Regions from separate parts of the Xenopus laevis genome. Here region 1 is linked to region 2. A link is a contact called in public Hi-C data. All regions are on one chromosome and are shown on one strand. The core of a region is the stretch at or near the end of the contact, and the rest is flanking DNA. Distances in the headings are between cores, read along the strand shown.

The links. Hi-C and Micro-C count contacts between places; a contact is called where the count stands out from the background.
Region 1: a contact with region 2 is called in a Hi-C map of the XL177 cell line, with 11 times the contacts expected there. The contact joins two enhancer-like sites. A contact is called at or near these places in 2 of 4 Hi-C or Micro-C datasets (the XL177 cell line and the XTC cell line).

The regions. Positions count from the first base shown.
Region 1 is chr9_10L:77,977,239-77,984,625 of Xenopus_laevis_v10.1, reverse strand. No RefSeq gene overlaps it. Among protein-coding and RNA genes, the nearest start is that of hnrnpa3.L, 12 kb to the right of the region's middle. Within about 2 kb of position 5,880, at least 1 of the 7 cell types and tissues checked has an H3K27ac peak or open chromatin away from gene starts, as enhancers often do.
Region 2 is chr9_10L:77,655,833-77,662,975 of Xenopus_laevis_v10.1, reverse strand. All of the region lies in intron 14 of pde11a.L (dual 3',5'-cyclic-AMP and -GMP phosphodiesterase 11A), which reads right to left. Among protein-coding and RNA genes, the nearest start is that of pde11a.L, 180 kb to the right of the region's middle. Within about 2 kb of position 5,020, at least 1 of the 7 cell types and tissues checked has an H3K27ac peak or open chromatin away from gene starts, as enhancers often do.

The DNA of each region.
Region 1 (7,387 bases), core at 4,631-7,130, 320 kb before region 2:
AAAGCAATATTAGGGATGCACCGAATCCACTATTTTGGATTCGGCCGAACCCCCGAATCCTTCATGAAAGATTCAGCCGAATACCGAATCCAAACCCTAATTTGCATATGCAATGCATATGCAAATTAGGGGTGGGTGGGGTAAACATTTTTTACTTCCTTGTTTTCTGACAAAAAGTCACATGAATCCCCTCCCTGACCCTAATTTGCATATGCAAATTAGGGTTCGGATTCAGCCGGGCAGAAGGATTCGGCCGAATCCTGCTGAAAAAGGCCGAATCCTGGCCGAATCCCGAAATGAATCCTGGATTCGGTGCATCCCTTAACAATATAGAGCCAGAATAAGCGCATTAACAGTCACATTATTATTATTATTATAAAGCCATAAATAGTAGCAAACAGTATTTGGCACTTCAATAACTTTATTGCCTTCAAGAAAATGAGGGCTTTTCAGCTGCTCTGTGGCATCTGCTGCAGCCATCTCCACTGTGTTGTGTTTTGGGGGCTTGGCTGGGTCCATAGTTGACTTTCAAATGACAGCAAAGCATTTTATAACTAAATGGCAGGTAAGGTTAAAACCCCTCTCTTTTTATTGCTAAGAAAATCAAGTTCAACGCTGATAGCATTTACAAAATGGGGACATTTTTGATAGACAATCTTCACTGGTTAAGTATTAAGCTAGAGTGGTTGCTGAATAGCAAAATGTACCTTGAGGCTATAGCATTTAATTAAGCAGAGTGAGTTGTTTATAACATTCTTAATTACTTGTGCAATCAATTATTGCTAATCTAATATAAAAGTTGCCTAATTAAATACAGAATAGGGTAAGAAATTAGGATGCTGCTTGGTACATCGTTGGAATACCCTTTTGCTTAACACAAAGTGTAAAAGTTTGTTATGTGTCAGTTTTGAACTTTTGGCTAATCTTCTTCCAAGTGTTGTCACTTTGTCACTGGCATCTGGAACTGGCACTCACGAAAAGTCTTCCATTATACTATTACATGCATATTTTTAAAGTATGGTCATATACTTAAAGGAGAACTAAAACTTAACTAAAGTAGGTGTTGTACATTATGTTTTGTGCTTCTGTATCAGCCCAAGGCAACCACAGCCCTTTAGAAGTAAAGATCTGTTCCTCCAAAGATGACCCAGTAGCTCCCCATCTTCTTTTCTGCTGATGCTCTGTGCTGCTGTCACTTACTGAGGTTAGGGGCTGACTCAAAATATACAGTACACATAGAATATAAATGTTAAAATATAAGGCTGAGCAGTAAGTAATACAGATAATTACTACATGGCAGCACAGAAACCAGTGCAACTAGCATCAGAATTTAATAATCAGCCTTGTAGCATCAGCTTATATTACAGACCAACCTCATTATCTGCTTGATAATTTTTGACGACCCCTAAGCTTAGCTTCTCAACAGCTGCTCAGAGCTTATTTAACTGTATCAGAGAAGATGGGAAAACATACAGCAGGCAGAATAACTGCTAATAAGCTTTTATCTCATGTCCACATGACATGTTTCGGGCTCAGAGCTCATTGAGCATGTGAGCGTGGCAGACACTTTCCAAGATGGTGACCCCTGTGACAAATTTGAAGTCCTGGATCATTGCTGTTATTGAGAAGCTGAAACTTTAGGCTGGTGCAATAAGTTCATTATATAAAACATGACAGTTTTAGCCCTTTTCATTTTTAGAGTTTAGTTCTCCTTTAAAGGTTACTTTAAAGGAATTCTGTCATGATTTTTATGATGTTGTTTTTATTTCTAAATTACACTGCAAATAATTCACTCTACCATATAAAATTTAATTTCTGAACCAGCAAGTGTATTTTTTTTAGTTGTAATATTGGTGTGTAGGCAGCCATCATTTTGCCCGGTCATGTGCTTTCAGAAAGAGCTAGCACTTTAGGATGGAACTGCTTCCTGGCAGGCTGTTGTTTCTCCAAATCAATGTAACTGAATGTGTCGCAGTGGGACCTGGATTTAACTATTGAGTGCTGTTCTTAGATCTACTGCTATTTTAAGAACTTTTGTCATTTACATTCATTATTTATTTTGTTTTTATTCCAAGATATTAAGGCATACATGTACTGTTAATATGAATGAATTTTGTTAGAACAGTACCACCTGATTAGTTTCTGACCAACAAGTAGTCAAGGAAGTTGTCAGGAGAAAGAAAAAGGCTGCTCTGATGTTCTTCTGCATAGGAAAAAAATTAGAAACCTCTCTCAAATCTTTCCTAAGCAGAAGAACACCAGAGCAGCCTTTTTCTCTCTCCTAACAACTTCCTTGACTACTTGGTGGTCAGACTGGTTGGAAACTGGCCGGCACATGGCGCTGCTGGAACAAAATTAATTCCTATTAACAGTACATGTATCACTTAATATCTTGGAATAAAAAATAAATAATTAATGAATGTATAACAAAAGTGCTTAGAATAGCACTCTCGTCAATTTTACATTAACTTATTTTAATTGTTTGCTAATCCTTAAATGTCTCTTACAGGAGTGCATATAGTCCATATTGCATTCCAGGTAGCAGCTGATATGAGCAGTGGTTTGGTCTGTGGAATCAGGCTATCAATGTGTGGTCAAATTATACATGGTCTAAAGTTTGGACCACACATGGGTGAAGTTATGGAAAAGCTATGGGTTAATTTGAATCTGATCTTGCAGGATATACATACAACTTGGATCTTCTGGAAATATTAATACTTATGGCCCTGATTTATATCTTACTGATATGCATGGTTCCAAGTCATCACGTCATTAAAGACCAGGCAGAACATAAATTGGTTCTTTACATGCCTTTATCTTTTGCTACTGAGCATTTTCCAAGCTTAAGTTGTTGGAGAGAGTTGTCAGGGATTGTTTTTTTTTCCTTCTATTAAGATAAGAATGTCTTGCTTAACGTACAATAGTTAAAGGAAATTAGGTAGGCAACAGAGAGTAGGAGGCATGGGCAGCTCCTGTTATGGCTCTTTTTAAGGGTCTCTTTGTGGTTTCAGTGGTTCCCTTGCTTTTTAATGTAGAACACTTGTTGAACACATGTTTACCTTCTGAGTTCCTACATTGTAGACCTTCTCTTACATTTTGTTGAAATGTAGCAGTGCAGTGTGCTAACCTTGGCTGGGTGGTTGTATGAGGCCCATAGATAGGAGAAGAAAGGCCAATGATAATGGCAGTAGTAAATAACAGTGTAAGCATTTTCTTGGTGTAAAATATTTTACACACTTTTATAAATATGCCCATTTGTTTTTTTCTGTAGCCCTGTACAATAAGTGGAAATCAAACCTTGATAGATGAATACAGAGCAGGCCTTACTCAAATAAGCTTACAAATGCATAGAAAGTGAAGAGTAAATTTTATTTTGCTTTGATTGTGCTTTTATATGAAAATTCACAAACGCTGGAAAAATTCCATTCCATGTCAAAAATGAATGAACAATAAAAATCTCCAAAATCCAAAATTGTAGGGGCATTCCCTGCATTCAACTTCCCTCTTTAGGAACATAACTAGAGTATAAACTGTATAGGAGGGTGAGCAATAAAGTTGCAAATAAACCCTTTTATGGCACAGACAGTAAACACTTTCTCACCAGCTCTTAACCTGTCAGCTATATTGTCAAGCACTTGTCACAAACCATGATTGTTAAAAGCTTGCTGGAAATGTTATAGTTGTCACATAAAATAATATCACCATGTAATTACCAGTTTTTTCTGTCTAGGGAAATGAGGAAAAAATAATATGGTGTCAAATAAATGTCACAAATTAGTAATATAGAGGCATCAGTTACATCTGACGTATTGCTGCGCATTCAGCCTACCAGAAGCACCTTATATTTTGTAGGATATGAAACAAAATGATCTGCAGTATTGACCTGATAAAAATTTAAAGGGGCAATAAAGCTCAGGCATAAGCTTTTGTTGTATGAAAAAGTATGTTGTAACATGTTCTGACAGTTAGACATCAAATACAACAAAATTTGAATCTGAATTTTCATGTGCGATTTGCAGAAGACTTGCACTGTAATAAACTGAGTTTAGTATTCAATTATGGCAAATTATTATAACATGCAATTAAAAGCAAGCATTGCATGACCACACACTTGCATACAGACTGGATTAATATAGTTATATGCCTGTAGTGCTTGTGTCTTTACCACTGGGTCACGACCCGAGCTTGTGATGTCGATGTGTGTTAGCTGGGTAGAAGGCTCATCAGAAAAATAAATATAAGCATTAAATATATTTTTTTATTGTCCCTTTACCTGCCTGTAGGATCCATATATAGATAGCAAGCGGTGGGTTTGACAAATAATTCCTTGCTGGACAGTGGTACCAATCCGCAATGCAACATATGTAAATATGGAGCCGACAGACGAACTAATGGGAAAAAAACAGGTCTTAAATATAATTTATAGTGTTTCTTGTTCCTTGATGTTCTAAATAATATTAGCCTTTATGATAAAAAATGGTGTAGTGTAGAGCGTCTCATTTGGGCTCCCAAAACATTTCTTGGGCAAAATGTTGTGTGCCTGAATGAAAAGGTTGAAGTACCACGGCATTAGTGTAATAGGGAGTGTTATAGGATTTACACTGGACAATTAAAATTAGGCCTCTCTTCTGTAATACAAACCTAACGATGCCCAGGAATACTAGTGCTGACAATGACCATTTCTGTTTACTTTGCAGGAGTAAGTATATTGCACCAGAAGGGATAGAGTGATTACAATGGGAAGATATTTTGAGGATGCAAGAGAGGTGATTTCACACAGTTGACAACATGTCCCATGTACCATTACAGAAAGATTTCTTTCTGCTAGAGAAGGATTAGCCATAGAGAACATCTTCCATGTTATTCATTAGTACAGAACAGCAAATAAAGCAGAGAGCAAGAATTTCTCTGGAAAGCTCAGACTGTGTGATAAGCCTTTGCATTTTTCAACAATTCTTTGAACAGTTAGACTGGTGTGTCTCTACAGTATCTGCTTCCTTTCTGCATATTATGATTATTACATTTAGTCCCTCTTTAGCTTCGCCAAAAAACATCAGCTAGCTGTTTCAAATATGGGATATGAAATAAGTATTTGGGAACTGAAATGCCAAAAGCATGATATTAGCAGTGTAAAACTGGTAAAAACAAAAAGCAAAAAAATAGTCAATAAAAATTGTAAAGATGCTCAAATGAGCACGCTGGGCAACTTTACATTACTTTTTGGGGCTTAGATCCACTTTAAATGTCACTACAGTGTTCTCCTCAAGCAGAATAAAATATTGATGCAGCTGAACATTTGTGCAGTTAACTAAATATATGCTTGATTTCATTAGGGGGGCTATAAGAAATTCTAACATTTCCTGTTTGTAGCCTATTTTGTAATGCTAAAATACTGCTGCAGGGAGAAGGATTAGATGCCTTTTCATTTTACCAATAGGTGTGACTTAATGAGCCTGAGGAAATGGATATATTGAAGGGCAAGTCAACTCCAAAATAAAAATTTGCCTAATAAAAGAAAACATAATACTAAGCAACTTTCCAATATACATTTCTTAACCTTTTCAGTGGTTTTAAAGTTCTTTGTAAAGCCAATTGCTATTGAAAGCAGCATTTGCTTAAAGGAACAGTAACACCAAAAAATGTAAGTGTTTTAAAGGAATGACAATATAATAAACTGTTGCCCTGCACTGGTAAAACTGGTTTGTTTGCTTCAGAAAGACTACTATAGTTTATAAAAACAAGTTGCTGTTTAGCCATGAGGGGCTAATCAAGCACATTTAGCTTTATTAAAAGCATTGGCTCACTGCACTTGTGGTTGAATATGCGTGTGCACATAACTATCATAAGAGAAGGGAACCTACTGACCCATTGAGATGACAGCAGCAGATACAGCACAGCTCCTTTATCTGTGAATCTAAATCTAATCTAAATCTGAGGCCACTGTGGAATGCTGAGTGCAAGTAAGCAAGCATTTAAAGGCTTCAGGTTGATAGTTGCAGGTAGTGCTCAGGCTATATATTTTGAATAGTAAATACATTATATAATTTATTTTCATTTATTTGGATGAAATCAAAGTATTCATGGCTATTGTGATCGTAAGTTAGTTGAAATATTGGTAAACTGTATATAGTTACTCATACATGTGAGGGTACAGATAGGTCTGTATACGTATGTGTATGTATGTGTATTGGTTTCTTTTGGAGGGGTTGAACTTGATGAAAATTTGGGTTTTTTCAACCCTACTTAACTATATGCTCCTGTCACTCTGGGGTCTAGCAAGTGCTAGAGCAAAAACTGTGCCCCCTGTCCTGCAGAATATAAATGAACCCATCTATTTAAGGAAACTAAAAAGAAAACCAATGATTTGCAGTTTTTTCGAAAAAGAACATTTTAAAAGCTGGGTTTACTGTATTTTTATTACTGAGTCTTTCTTTAGCTGTGCAGAAAGTGTAAAGGGGTTGTTTCAGAATGTGACTATTTAAATCATATTAGAAATGAGTTGGTTAATCATTTGCTTGCATTATTCTACCTGCAGATCAACGCTATACACTAGTAGCCTCTAAACTGGGTAGGCCCAGTTATTAAAGGTCAAATTTTGTGGTATTAGAGATTTTTGAAACCCCCTTTAAACTGATTTTCTCTAAAACCACAAATGCCATGAACATTATTAAAAAAGCTGAAAGATGCTTTAAAAATACAAAAACATATAAAAATCCAATTTTTCGTACAAATACTAGCGGGAAAAAAACACGAAAACCTCTAAAAATGTAAATGGCTTAAAAAAGGTCCAATAGGATCAGCGCAGCTCCAATTGACTTCTATGGGACTTTGAATTCTTTAACTTGGCCAAGGTTTGTATTTGAGTTTTTCATGGTTTTTACATTTAATAAATATTACATTTTTAGAAAATGTAATTTAAAAAAACAAATTTTTAGAGAAAAAATGTGATTTGTGAAAAAAATAGAAATCCAAATGTTAGAAAATCTGCCTCTTGGTGTCTGGGGCAGATTTACTAAAGGACTAAGTGGCTGTCGCTAGCGACAATTTGCCAGAAATCCCATCCGCAGGTACATCGCCAGTTTACTAACAGTCATAGATGACAATTCACTGATGAAAGGGGCAGTCGCTAGCATAGTTTAACGCCCTATAGCCAGACTTATTTTTGCTCAGGTGAACGATCGTTCACTAAAGTGAACATTACCAAAAGTTCGCTATGAAATGCTTGCGCTGACAAATTAACGCTAGCAAAACTTTGCCATTGTTCGGTTACAGAGACGCAACTTTGCATTTTAGTGAATTAGCATAGTGGAAACTAATTCACACCTGGCAAAGTGGCTCAAAGTGTGGCTTCTCTGGTGAAAATTCGCCCTTTAGTGAATTTGCCCCA
Region 2 (7,143 bases), core at 3,771-6,270:
ATTCAGGTTTTTCATAAATCAAAAAACATTCAAGTTGTAAGTTTATTCGAGGTATAGAAAAACCTCACAAACCGCTAAAACTCAACCTTTGATAAATAACCCCCTTAATGCAGCATGTAATGGGTTGTTTGCTTTTAAATAGGTGACCAGTAAATTCTACCTGCTAATTGGTTGCTATGGGTTACTGCACCTGGGCAAATGTAATGCACACAATCTCTAAGTTAGGCAAACCTACTCTGTGGTTTAAAAATATATTCTATTTATTAAAATACATAGGTCTATGAACCAACCTGTAGTGATTCAGGCAAGGTTGTCTGTGCATTGCTTAAGAAAGGGATAATGCAGGAATAAGCACCTGATAAGCCCCCTCCACACCAGATTTAAGAACCAATTTGTAAAACACGCTGTGCATTTTTCTGTGTTAATGGAAAGCATTTCATTGTCGACAGCAGAGTCATCAGCAAACACAACACTGGTTCTAACAACACATGGAGTCCTCTGCCATCTACTGGTACATAGAAATATCTATTGGCCCTTCCAAGAAATGTATGTTTTCAGGGAGAATATTGACACAGGAGCAGGGAAGTATCCATCAGTAATACAGATGGATCTGTTAGAATTAATCATCAACATTTCCTCTCTGAGAGGATATCCTGATGGTACCCTGCTGGGGAAGGGGCCACCTCCTCCTTATGCTAATGTGGAAATACAAAGTGCTAAAAAATGAGTGTCACATCTAATAAAGCACATACTTTACACATGGCTTGATTAGAGGCTTTCTGGTAGTATTCATTAAGGGGTATTTATTCCAGCACTATGTCATAACGTGATGGATATAGAAAAACCAGACAACAACATGTTTCTCAAATCCACAGGTATTTAGGTTTTGATAAATGCTGTCCAAGTGCTGCACTGCCATATGCAACTCACCCCTCTCAACTGGGCCCTCACAGGATCAGTGCAGCTAAGCTCTAACTATCTCACTCAGTTTCAAATAATTTTTTTTACACCAGAGGTTCTTAAACAGGCATACTGGGTTTATTGAGAAACCAAGATTTTAAAAAAGGAAATTCACTTGGTACACTGACTAGTTTCAGTGGATCACAGGCTCTGCACAACAGTCCTGTCACTTTGGAAAGGCATACAGCACCAGCCTACCAAGAACTCACTACTATGAACCCTATTCAGTGAGGTCCCTAAAGTCACCAGGGAGGCTACCTACACTACTTCTCCTTTATGCAGCACAGAACCACTCATACTACTGTATATATATATATACTGTGTATCTCACATTCTTCCAGGCTCAGTTATGAATACAAACAATGCAAGGTGCAAAGTGTGCAAACAGATGCAAGAATATTCTCCAGTACAAATCTTTCTATTAGTGCTACACTGGTTATCTTTTTATTTTATCTAACTTATTAAAGGGGCAGTATAATCCCTTGTGCAATGAATATGGATTGTGCTGAACATAATTTTTGCCTATTGCAAACAAAAGTTTTTTGTTATTTCTTAAGATAGACAGGGTTAACATGGAAATGGAAGCTACTCCATGTTAGGTCCTTGTTATATACTAAGATTACCAATATACAACACCCCCCCCCCTTTACCTACTGTTGTGACCATTTTGTTAGCAGGAGTCCATTATGAAAGCGGGTGATCTGTGCACTGTAATCACATTATTTACCTCTCAAGGACCAAATATGACAAGGCTATGATGAAATAATTGTGGGTCACATGTTACTGTGAAATGCATAGGGGCTACAATGTTCATGAAAGGCATGGGTGCCAAAGTTTGCCAAGAAATGTTGGGGGCCACTCAGAGCTAGGTCAGGTAGTATTAGCATCCAAGGCAATATAACTTGGCCTGGTTCTCTGCCAGTTTACACCAAAACTGCTCTACTTCACCACAGACATTGCTGCTAGAGCCTAAGCTCCTCCACCCACTCCCTCACTTGCTTCCTCACTTTCATGTCACTTGCTCACTCTGAACTGGGGTCAATGGAAGAGAAAGAAGTAAACAGACAGTGCTGAAGGATCGCCAGCAAGGGACAGAGGCAGGCCCCATTTTCCCACTGTACCTGGAGTCCACATGTCCACAGGCCAACCAGAAACACCCAGTCTATTGGTCCCCACAAAAATGTTCCAAATCACACCTCTCAGTTGATTAGGCTGCCATTTAAAGTCTGGAATTCCCAGTAGGCTCTCAAGCAATACCATTGCCATAAGCACTTTGGGCACACGTGAATGACAAATTTCATTGATCTGGTCATTCAGACCAAAGTCCGACCAACTGTTTCATAAAGTCATTGTCCTCATCTGGTTGTACTTCAGCCTTTCTGAACCATTGCTTGGATCACCACACTCTTAAATGGTAACATTATGTTAAATTACTGAAGGCTGTCAGGAGATCAGGGAGTTGCAGTTCAACAAATGCTACAGGATGCAGACTTGACATGATTGATTTATGGATCTCTTTTTACTGAACCACCCTACTCTTTCTAACAGCACCCATAGTAGAGATCAGATGCTGATCTGATATATATGTATACTGTGGTTGCTTCCACTCCAATGTAAATCTAAAAACCTCTCTATTTCCAATACTATACTGGAGAGTATGGCTGCTTTTATTAATATCAGGCTACTGGCTGCTTCTGAACAAAGCCATTACAGGGATAAAAGAGACACACCGTACAATAGCTGTGCCAGTGTGATACTACAATGGAAAAAAGATGATGTTTGGGTGTTTCAGATTTTTCTGTCGCCAATTTAGAAATCTGGAATGACAGTAAGCATTCTACAATTAAGAAACACTTCCCATTCATTTGTATTAATGCTAATGAAAGTTCACAGTCAGTCTGCAGCCAACACAAACGCAGTGAACCAGTCACATGGGAGAACAGACAATGGAGTGTCCTGCACAAAGATTCATTCTTTCCTTTCACCAATAAATATGTTCTGGGGGATGCGAATAACTATAAACATTATTTTTTATTTTTAAATTTGACAAGCTTACAGTATATTCGATTGCTGGTTCTGCAATTCAGCTGCAAAACAAACCATTTATTTCTAGCATAATTTTTATTTTAAACCTTGCATCCCTTTTATAAGGTTTTGTACACTGCCAACTGGTGGTGAATGAATATTGCTGGACTACAACTCCCAGCATTCTCCACACCAGCACTGATTAAAGGGTATGTTAACAGTGTCATGCAGCCATATATTATCCAGATGTTGCCAGAGTCAGTCTGCAGCCACACAACACATTACATAAACGGGTGCAAGATGTAAAGTACACATAAAGGCAGAGCTGACCTAAGAAGTATTGGCTCCCGAGGTAATGCACTGACACATCATCAGGAATAAGTCCCCTTGTTGTGAGGACTCAAGCCATAACACACACACATAATCACTTCTTTAAGTGTCTTTTTAACATAGACTAATGTATTGTCCTATTAGCTTCTTATTTGTGTGATGGATTTCTCCCACTGCTGCCTATGTGAATCCCTGACTTTAATCAGCCTATGGTGGCAACACTGAGGCTTTAAATCTATTTGAACATTTGCACTAAATAACTCAGCCATTTGATTCCCCAAAAGCACTTGTACATAAACTCGCATGTTTATGGGGATGATTCTGGCATGGCATATGGAATCAGATAATTGCTTGGAAGATTAAACAGGAAACTGATCTTTATTCATTGGTAACATTTCTCAGGAGAAATTAAATGGGTAGTATATTTACTATGTGTGTGTATGTATGCTATATAAATACACACACATATATATATATAAATTCTACATATAAATATATAGTTGCATTACAATTTTCCATGTGATCGAAACAGTTCTGATAAGGCTGAATTAGTTCAAAATGTCCTGGGCCAAAGACATGGAAAAGTAAATCTTTTAAATATTATATATCTTGTCAGTGTTGGACTGGGGTGTTCCCCCCACTGGGAGCTGCGACCTCAAGGGCCTACAAGGCCCCTCACCGCTGTCATGTTGCTCATCCCTCATCCGGGAGAGCGGCAGCATGGGTTTTTCGTGCGTGTCCTGCCAGGTCAGTCTTGCGCTGTATCTAGTGATAAGGGTGTTTGGTCCTGGAAGCCTTAGAGAGGTAACACTATAGGGCTTATTTACAATTGTATGGCAAAGTGCAATCATTCAATTTATCATTCACAAAAGTGGGGTCATTTGGACCACGGTACCCACCACACCCAGGGAGTAGGAAACTGTTTGTGGGTGGTGGGATAGGATTCTGGCTACAGGGCGGTTACAGGATCTTAACAGGCCGGGACACAATGTCTGTATACTCTCCACTAGTTATATGCCACTTGTTATAAACCTATATATGTTCTTCTATACTAGAGCTGTGTGTCAGTCTACCAGCTGCCTAATGGTATGCTGAACATAATAAGCTGCACATAGGGCTCCCTGTGTATGCTGAATTGGGCACAAACATTGCTGATGCTACATGCTCCAAATGCCCACATGAAACTTTGAAGTGCACACATGGTTTAAAAAGTATGCCTTGGGCACAACTTTTGCACCAGACTTGACACATCAGCTGCACTTACACATTTTTCAGTGAGCACAACTGCTCTGGAATTCTGTGAAAGAATGCTGCATTGTGGGTAAAAGAGAAAGGGGAGAACAGGACAAGCAGAAACCCCTTATCAATATAGGGTGTAAGGGATTGAGGACAAGGAAGAGTGGCACAATTGAACGCACAAAGGGCAAATAAGCAACAGGAAAACTAAATGATAAAATCCTGCCGTGCCCCTCTAATACCCCTGTGCAGCTGCGCAACAGGTTCATCTAATAGTATTCACACATCTATAATTCATTTCTATACCTAAATGTGTTTAAGGGTGAGTTGTAAGGTCAACTGGAGCTGTTAAACTGATGTGATTTAACAGTCAGATAAACCACAAAGCGAATGCATTCAGTAAGTACATATTTCTGAGCTCTATATCATCCATCATGACATATTATGCTGGCGAGCAGTGGACAAAGGTAACCATTTTGTGTGCTACAGCTTTGGTAAATTCTAGTTTCAATCTACAGTGCCATCTAGTGTTCATCCATTAAATGTTTTCTTTTATTAAGTAGGAAAGGAACGGCAGAACTTTCTCCTATGAGAAGGCAATAGCTGGGTCCCAAATATGTAATAAAATAAATACTGCATGTGTCAGGCCACAGTGCTAATAAATGCTTAAGTACATAGGTTGTGTTCTGCAATGGTTATCATGGCTGGGGCATCATCAACCCTGCCCAATCCTACCCACCATAACCATATCACCCCTAACCTGCAACCCTGCAGTATATCAGATACCAATCCCCTTACCAAGCTTGCCCTTGGAACATAGCATCCCACCTTTCGAATAAACATTACTGTAACCTGATCACCTTCCAGTAACCTAACACCCCAAAGACCAGACAACCCCATTCAAGCAATGTAAACCCCCCCCCCCCAAACCAGGTACGTTCTGGGAAATCCAGGGGAGTTGACAGGCATGCATTCATTTTTGCAGCTTCTTGTTTCTACTCCCTACCCATTGCTCTTGCTGCATGACACAAAATGTGTTACCTCCATTAACCTATTCACTATACACCCCCACACTTCATAGATATATTACAGAACCAAGAATATGGTCCAATGTGTATCATGGCCATTTCTGCTCTTATCTAATACACTATATTAATATTACTGTCCATTCTGGTTGTGGATATTTTATTGTAATGAGAAGGTACATACTCCGTGCTGTGAAGGTTACTGGGAAAAATATTTAACCCCTTTCCCACTAGAGTCATGGTATGGATTGAAGAGAAGCCTGGAAATGGTATCAGCAGGGTCTCTGGCCCTGGAGAAATGGGGAGAGTTATAGTTCATCTTGGCAACACATCACAATCCATTAAGAGTTTTCTGGAGCATTAAAAGAAGACAATTAGAAAGCAACAGAGCCCACTGCTTTTTACATGCCTAGTCCTGTTTATAGAATCCCTGTATTTCTCCCAGGTGTTTTGGGGCTTAGACAAGGAGATTTAGGCTCCATTTGAAGGGGAAGAATGACAAAAGAAATAACCATGCAGTGTTGTTGTTAAACTACAACTCCCAGCCCTAATCAGCCTTCCCAAAAGCTTTCTCTGAGGCTGTGCTTCATTTCTTGACACTAAAGTGTTCCCGACATAGGGAGAGATGCATTTGGGTCCAGTGCTGCCCTTGGCATAGGACTAGCACTTAGTTCCCCTTTGCTAATAACATATGTGCAGTACAGTCTTTGCATGCACTAATCACAGAAAAGAGATGTATTTATGTTCCATTAAGCCATGGGGTTAAGTTGCACATAGATGCAAAGGTTGCGACAAAGCTGCATAAACCATACCATAGAGATGCAGTAAATCTGTATTTGTAATGCGAATTAATTCCATTTATTATTGTGTATAGTATAAAAAATACAGAGCAATGATACGGTACCAGATTTATGCTAATGTATGCCCATTTATACATAGGAACCTTTTGAACATCTTTATTTACATTCTTTTCCCAATGCTACCTGCTGCAGTTAAGCACCTCTTTAATGCTGTAAAGAGCGACACCTAGTGTCAGACTCAGGCTGGCATTTTATAGCTTCTCTCCCCTGTCTGGAGATGACGTTATGGCAAGGTCATTCATGGTTCATGCATCTATTTGCCTCAGCATAAAAACAGGCATATTATCTCTGATGCAGCATTTCTTGACCGGTACCCAGAGAATTATAGCATTCCGAGTGGATACAAGAAAAGTCATTCTGCACATTTCTCTGTTTGAATTATATTTTAGCTTTGAGACATTGTCAGACGTGTTAAATGATTTCTAGCAATCCTTGTTATTCCTTATGTGGTACAATCTTGCCACCTAGTGGAAGTTTCAATTGTTCAATATTTAGAAAACTGTTAGCCAGGCAAAGCACAAAACACAACCTTCATTTAAATTGTGCACATTTTATTTTTCTTAAATAAAATGTATTTTTTTTTTACTTTAAGTTCTATCTATGTTATACTGGCATTATAGGGGATATAAACCTGCCCTAAAAGTGAATCTTAGACACCACACGCTCAATTACAGAGGCAAGAGGATTCTCTAGTGAGAACCATCACT